Regions from separate parts of the Mus musculus genome. Here region 1 is linked to region 2. The links are chromatin contacts, called in public Hi-C maps. All regions are on one chromosome and are shown on one strand. The core of a region is the stretch at or near the end of the contact, and the rest is flanking DNA. Distances in the headings are between cores, read along the strand shown.

What was found. A called contact is a pair of places that touch in the nucleus more often than the background predicts.
Region 1: a contact with region 2 is called in a Hi-C map of muscle stem cells, with 2.2 times the contacts expected there. The contact joins the enhancer-like site here to the promoter of Rufy2 in region 2. A contact is called at or near these places in 4 of 39 promoter capture datasets (cranial neural crest, hematopoietic stem and progenitor cells, liver and 1 more), 4 of 15 datasets of contacts at CTCF or cohesin (the G1E-ER4 cell line, embryonic stem cells, large pre-B cells and 1 more), 21 of 484 Hi-C or Micro-C datasets (B cells, the G1E-ER4 cell line, the HL-1 cell line and 9 more), 5 of 115 datasets of contacts at active chromatin or transcription factors (the SCID.adh cell line, embryonic stem cells, large pre-B cells and 1 more) and 3 of 9 other capture datasets (adipose tissue, embryonic stem cells and liver).

Annotation. Positions count from the first base shown.
Region 1 is chr10:63,122,335-63,125,691 of GRCm38.p6, forward strand. Mypn (myopalladin) reads right to left here. Exons shown (of 20, transcript NM_182992.2): 15 at 3,335-3,357; 16 at 937-1,063. Among named protein-coding and RNA genes, the nearest start is that of Atoh7, 24 kb to the left of the region's middle. Within about 2 kb of position 1,892, at least 11 of the 459 cell types and tissues checked have an H3K27ac peak or open chromatin away from gene starts, as enhancers often do. A contact at or near this core is called in the HL-1 cell line, muscle stem cells, pre-B cells and 1 more, where this site is marked.
Region 2 is chr10:62,978,841-62,982,367 of GRCm38.p6, forward strand. It overlaps Rufy2 (RUN and FYVE domain-containing 2), which reads left to right and starts at 1,412. Exons shown (of 18, transcript NM_027425.4): 1 at 1,412-1,492. The coding sequence starts at 1,489.

The DNA of each region.
Region 1 (3,357 bases), core at 642-3,141, 140 kb after region 2:
TGATAGCGACAAATAGAAAAACACAGGCTGCGGCATCAGTAAAAGAGATGACTTCGGCTTAGACACCAGAGTCAGAAAAGGTTCTCAAATCAAAGGTTAAATCACCATTCTCAAATTTTGTTCATGGACTATCAAAAAAAACCCAAAAACCCAAAAAACTTGAGAACTAATTATAATATTAAAACTGAATTTCCGGGAAGAGGAGCCAGGCGCTGATGTTTTTTAAAGTCTAGAGAGGCAGGGGAGCATACAACCTGAATATTATTTAGGTGGCAACTGAGGGATGAGAGCCGCACACAGAAAGGGGCTCTCTGCACAAGCCTGCTCTCCAGCCTGCACTGACTGCGCCTACATTTCCCATAACACCCTGCACGGTCGCCTGACACAGAAGTGATGACGTCAGAGTTCATTACCCTGAGAGACCTTTGCCTTGCCAATGTGAAACCTCATTTCAGATTGGGAAATTAGAATGCGGAATGACAAAAGGTAACAGAGGTGGCTTAGTGTGAGGAAAAAAAAAAAAAAAAAGAAGTTTCTCCCTTCCCTGTGACCAAAGACACAAGATTATAACTTCTGGCTTCATAGTAATAAAGGGTCCAGGGACGATATAGAAAAGTCCACAAGTTAACCTTTGGTTATTGTCTCAAAATGAAGAATCAACTTGACATAATGCCCACATAAAATGGTTTTGCTTTAAAAGTTTTATGCTTCCATACTTTGTATTATTAAGATATGGTGAGTTAAGATGCTAAGGACACATTTGTGTATGGTATCAAAAAGATCCCCCGCTCTGAAAGAGCCTAGAGAGGAGAATTTCCCTCCCTTCCCAAGCCCCCTTCATCTGAGAGAAAACCCCATAAAGCAAATACAAACACAAATGAGTGTAAAGAAATAACCAGATGCAAAATCTGGAGAGACCTGGCGCTAAGGAAATACCTTACAGTCCAGCCGACAGAGGCGGCCCTCGTGAGCCACCATATCCCCAGGGGCCTGCAGGAAATGTGGTCGGAAAAAGCGTTCCTGTAGCGGCTCTTTGTCTCTTTCCTGCATTCTGGACCTTCCTCTACAAGAAACATTTACAAACATATAACAACGACTGTATGCATTTAGGCTATATGGCTATAATGAGACAGAGTCTCCAATAGCCCAGGCTAGCCTTGAGCTCATTAGTAATCAAGGATGACCTTGAACTGACCCTCCTGATCTATAAAGCCTCCCGAGCGCTGACATTAGAAGCGTGCATTAGAGCGTTATGCTCAGTTTATATGGTACTCGGGTAAACCTAGGACTTGGCGCATGTTAGGTAAGGACTCTAGCAAATGAACCATACCCCTAGAATACAGAAAAATTACTAGACCATCAATCAGTCAATCAACCAATCAATCAACCAATCACAGTTTAAAACTTATGCAAATACACATATAAGCCAAGCCAAACCAAACCCAAAGCTTTTTTTTTTTTTTTTTTTTTTTTTTTTGGCAAGTATCCCATACATTATAGTATTATTTCTAAAACTCTGAAATCAAGTAAATAGGCTCAGGGCTGGGTGCTTCCAGAGGACCCAAGTTCAGTTCCCAGCACCCATGCTAGGCGGCTCACAACCACCCTTAAGTTCAGCTTCAGAGGGTCCAATACTCCTGTGCTAATGTGCCTATGACCTGGCCCATACACATATTTAAAAATAATAAAAAAACAAAACAAGCAGTCCTTGGCCTCTTTCTCTCTGAAGTCATTCAGTGTTAATCAGCTTAGCTCTCTTCTCTGTGGCATTTGGCACTTGTTGAAAAGTCATCAAAATAAAGAAATAAATCCGTACTCAGTCTGAGAGCCCAAAGAAGAGGCCCGTGAGTCACTCAGAACAGGATGGCCGTGACCGCAAGAAAAGTCAGTCTGGTAATAAATGCCGGCCGAAATTAAAGATGACCACGAACTCGAACTAGTAAGAGTGATCAACAATAACAGCTGTGCTTGAAAACAGACCAGAACAAAACACACCAGAAAAGATATAGGAGGGGCTGGAGAGGTATCTTCACAATGGCAGAGAGACACCGTATGAAACACGGGTCTTTATTTTTCCTTTGGTAAGCTATGTCACTCATCAGCCTTAGCAACTATGGAAAGCTTTGCTAAGTCTTTGTGGCATCCCAAGACTCAGGGAGAAAGCTGGGTTTTTTTTTTTTCGGGTTTTTTTTTTTTTCCTCGCTAGTAGTTTGTAAAAATTGGAGAGGAAAACAAGTTCTAATGGAGACTACATTCAGAAACATTCAGCCCTCAAGCTTCTGTACAGTGACAGGAGAGCCAGGCCTTCCAGAGGGGCTCACTATGCGTTATGAGAGCAGGCGCTGATGGGCACAATTTTTTGAACCAGCGTGATCGTGCCAAAGGGGCCAGGGATGTAGTTCAGTTGGTCCAATTGGTTTGGCATGCATGAAGCTCGGGTTCATTTCCCAGCAGCACATAAACTGGGAGTGGGTGGTGCATGCCTATGATCCCAACCCTTAGGAGGTGAAGGCAGAATTATCAGTTTAAGGTCATTCTCTGCTCTACAGTGAGTTAAGGGTCTGGGCTACATGGGAGTCTGTCTTTAAAAAAGGAGTGGGGGGGGGGGCTGGAGAGATGGCACAGCTGTTAAGTGTACTACTGGCTGCTCTTCCAGAGGACCCCGGGTCAATGTCTTCAAAGCTCACAACTGTCTATAATTCCAGTGAGAATCTGGCACCCTCATATATATATACTTACATATATATACACACACATATATACACACAAACACATATACACACATATACATACATATTTACACACAAACATACACATATACATATATATACATACACACACATATATACATATACATGTGGGCAGAACACCAATGCATATATAATAATAGTAATAATAATAATAATAATAATAATAATAATAATAAAGTGTCTAGGCTGGAGAGATGGCTCAGTGGTTAAGATCACTGTCTGCTCTTCCAGAGGTCCTGAGTTCAATTCCCAGCAACCACATGGTGGCTCACAACCATCTGTAATGGGATCAGAACATAAAATAAAATAAATCTTAAGAAAAAGAATAAGAATAAAGTGCCCAAGCGCAGAGCTCCTCAAACACAAATGTGCCTGTGCGTCCCTCTCCTGGGCTTTTGTGAAAGTGCGGATTCTGACTTGGATGCTTCGGACCAGGCTTGATGTCTGTTTTCTGAGGAGCTCCTGGAGGTGGCGCTGCAGTGTGTGGTCCGTGCAAGCAGTGGTCCAAGACCGTACAACTTCTGTTCACTGTGGTGAGTGGGGTCGCTGGAGGGCTCCAGAAAAGGGGGATCTCGTGTGCTTACCTGTGAGACAGAGCAGGGCTGAG
Region 2 (3,527 bases), core at 162-2,661:
TTTGAGATGGGTTTATTAGCTCCGGAATCAAGATCTGCTTGCTTTTGCCTGAAGGGTGGATCCCGGGGTTATAGGTATATGACAGGCAGCACACCCAGGTGCCTGTTGCAAGTTTTATCTATGGCAAGTTGAAAGGCAGGAGGAAGCATTCATGTGTGTGTGTGTGCCTGTGCATTTTTTAAAAGACAGCCCTGTATAACCCAGGCTGGCCTTGAAATCTCGAATGTCTGGGAGAATGATCTTGAACTGTGTTGTACAGGACTGAGTCAAAACTACCACTGTTTTCAGCAAACTGGCCTACATCTGCTTGCAAAAGATCACAGCTGGGCAAGTTGACTTGAATTCCCTCATAGGAGGGCAGGGAGGGAGGGTCATGGGACCTTCACAGGAACAACCAGTCTTTCTCTTGCAAGCTGTTGTATGCAATTCTACCCTAACTGCAAATGGCCTTAGGGAGGAACTAACATATAGGAAGGGAGGGGCTAGTGGAGGGGTGACTATCTGCAGCCAGGAAGGAGTCATCATTCCTAGAGGGATTTCGAAGTCCTCCCCAGTATCCCCCATAACTCACTGCTTCTTCAGCGGGAACGGTGTTAATCATTTTTGGTGTGTCCTCAGAATTTTGGAAGCATTTGGTAGACGTTGTTTACACCTCACTAAGGAAAGGATTTTTTTTTTTTTTTTAAGCAACAAACACTCTAGGTCTTTCCTCCAACTCCTAAGAGTTGGTATTTTCTAGGTCCACCATACCCGCTTACAAAGTATCACATTTTGTTACATGGAACTGGGGTCTTGTGTCTTTCCTCCAACTCCTAAGAGTTGGTATTTTCTAGGTCCACCATACCCACTTACAAAGTATCACATTTTGTTACATGCAACAGGGGTTTTGTAGCTATCCTTAGACGACCTGGCACTTGTTAGGTAGCTCAGAGTAACCTCAAGGTCCTAGCAGTCCTCCTGCGTCCACTCCTGTTGAGTGCTGGGGTTAGCAGCTGGATTTAGTGTCTTCCTTTGAGACTAGGCGAGCTTCAAATCCATTATGTAAGTGAGCCTGGTCTTCAACTACGGATCCATCTAACTCCCATCTCTCAAATGCTGGCATTACAAGCCGCCGGCTCTGCTAATTGTGTGAGGTTTTCTAAAATCTGTCGGCTAGCTCCGAGTCGGCCGGTGTGTTCCTTAAACCCATCCAGCCTGCAAGGATGAAACCTTGACAGGTAGCTTGAGGCCCGCATCTACATCCTCCCTTGGCGCTGTGCCCCAGGTCCCCGTCACGCCTCTTTCTCTGACGCTGTCAGGGTTGGTCAAATGGGGGTTGGGGTGGGGGTGGGGGTGATCGGCGGGGACCAGCTTCACGCGGCCGTGGCGTCCTCCCGCCGCCAGGGGCGCTGTGGCAGCGCCGAGCCGGGCCAGACGCGGTGGCCGCCGCGCGCCTGCGGGGAGCTGCTGACCCGCTCCGCGAGCCCGTGTCCCGCACGCACCGCCGCCATGGGTAAGGGCAGCAGCCGGGGTCACCATCCTTCGCTTGGGTCACGCAGTCACCCGGGAACCGGGGGCTCCCGGGGTCTCCATGGCAACGTCCGCCCGCCCGCATCCCTGCGCCCCGCCCGCCCTGGGGCCTGGCGGCTGGGGTCGGCGGACGGGCGGGGACCAGGGCGTCCAGGGACAGGGATGGCTTCCCAGTCACGCGGATGCAGGGCGGAAGGCTGGGGAGGGGAGCGGTGTAGTGCCAGGAGCGCGCTCCGCGGGGCCCCCTTGCAGGCTGGGGGCGCAGAGGGAGCGGGGCCGCCTCTAGGGACTGCCGAGGAGCCCCACCTGCGGTCGCTGCTGCACAGCCGCTGTCCTAGGCTCCTCCGGTGCAGGTTACAGGTTGTGATGAACACTCTTAAAAAGAGAATTCTGCCGATTATTAAACGTCAGGTGGTTTCACTTCGGGAGCGGGGGTGGACGGAGGGAATCACACCTCGACGGAGAGTGGAGGAAAAGATGTGGCCATATCCTTCATCACCCAGCCGGGCTGTTTCAGATTGCGGAGGAAGTCAGCCTAAGAGAGCTGGGATGCAAACCATAGCCAAGTGCCAGAGCAAGGGGACTCTTGTTTTGTTATTCGAAACGGGTTCTCACTGCATAGTCCTGGCTGTCCAGGAGCTAGCTATGTAGACCAGGCTGGACTCGAACTCAGAGATTCCCTCCTGCCTCTGCCTCCCAAATTCTGGAATTAAAGTGTGTCGCACCACGCCCAGCTGTTTTGTTTTGTTTTGAGTGGGCCACTAAATTGTGAACGCACTGACCACCTGGGTTTGTCATTTACTTGAAGGTTGTTTTTGAGACAGGTCTCTCTATATAGCATTGGCTGCCTCAGAACACTCTGTTTAGACCAGGCTGGACCCAAGAATCACAGACGCTGGGACTACAGAAACAGCTACATGGCAGAGTTCTCTGGAGATTAATAAATGTTAGGTTTGGTTTTCACATCTCTTTTGCTATCTTCGCAGAAAAATATTTGTGCCACTCGGCAGTGTTTAGAGTGTTGGGGGAACAGCTGGTTTAAAAAAAATTATTTTTATTTTTAATGAGTGTGTACCTGAGTGTAGGGGCCTCCAGAGGCGTCGGGTCTCCCTGGAGTTGGAGTTAAGCGCTTACCACAGGTATGGGGAATTAACCTCTTTCCAGCCCGTACTAGAATTTTTTTCTTTCCTTTTTTTTTTTTTTTTTCTTTTCTTTTGACCTGGGAGTTGTGTTTTTTTCGAGACAGGGTCTTACTGTGTAACCCTGGCCGGCCTGGAACCAATCTCCTAGTTGCTTAGGTCAAAGGCACAGAAGACTACCTTGGGTTTGTCAAAATATTTTGATTTTTTTTTTTTTTTTCTGTTGTTGTTGTTTTCCCTGTGATGTTTGTTCTGGGAGATTCTGGAATCTGATAACTTTACCTTTTATTTTGTTGCTAGTGTATTTTGATTTTTTTTTTTTTTGAGACAGTTTTAATATGTGGGCCTGGCTGTCCTCACTCTGTAGACTAGACTAGCCTCTAACTCAAGTGCTAGGATTAAAGATGCAAGCCACCACTGCCTGATTTTGAAATAAAGGTGTGTATGTGTGTGTGTGTGTGTTGACCTCAGAGGTCAAAAGAGGGCATTTGGCCACCTGGTGCTAGAGTTACAAGTAGGTGTGAACCATCTTAGTGGATGCTGGGAACCAAATTTTGGCTTTTTGGAAGAACAGCAAATGCTCTTAATGACTGAGCCATTTCTTTAGCCTCTTATTCTTGCTTGGAAATCATTAGACCTAGACCATGCCTGCTACCCACCATTTGCAAAATCCTCAAACATGTGGCTTGTACTTGCAAGCTTATCTTTACTGAAAGCCATTTTACCTTAAGATGTGTGTAGTAGGTAGGCACAGTGGGCCGTGGCTAGTGATTGTGTGCGTGCGTGTGTGTGCTCGAGCACGCAGTAGGTAGACACAAATGTGCTGTGCCTGATAAATGACGGTCAGAGACATTCTCTCCGGCTTGTGGGTTCTGGATG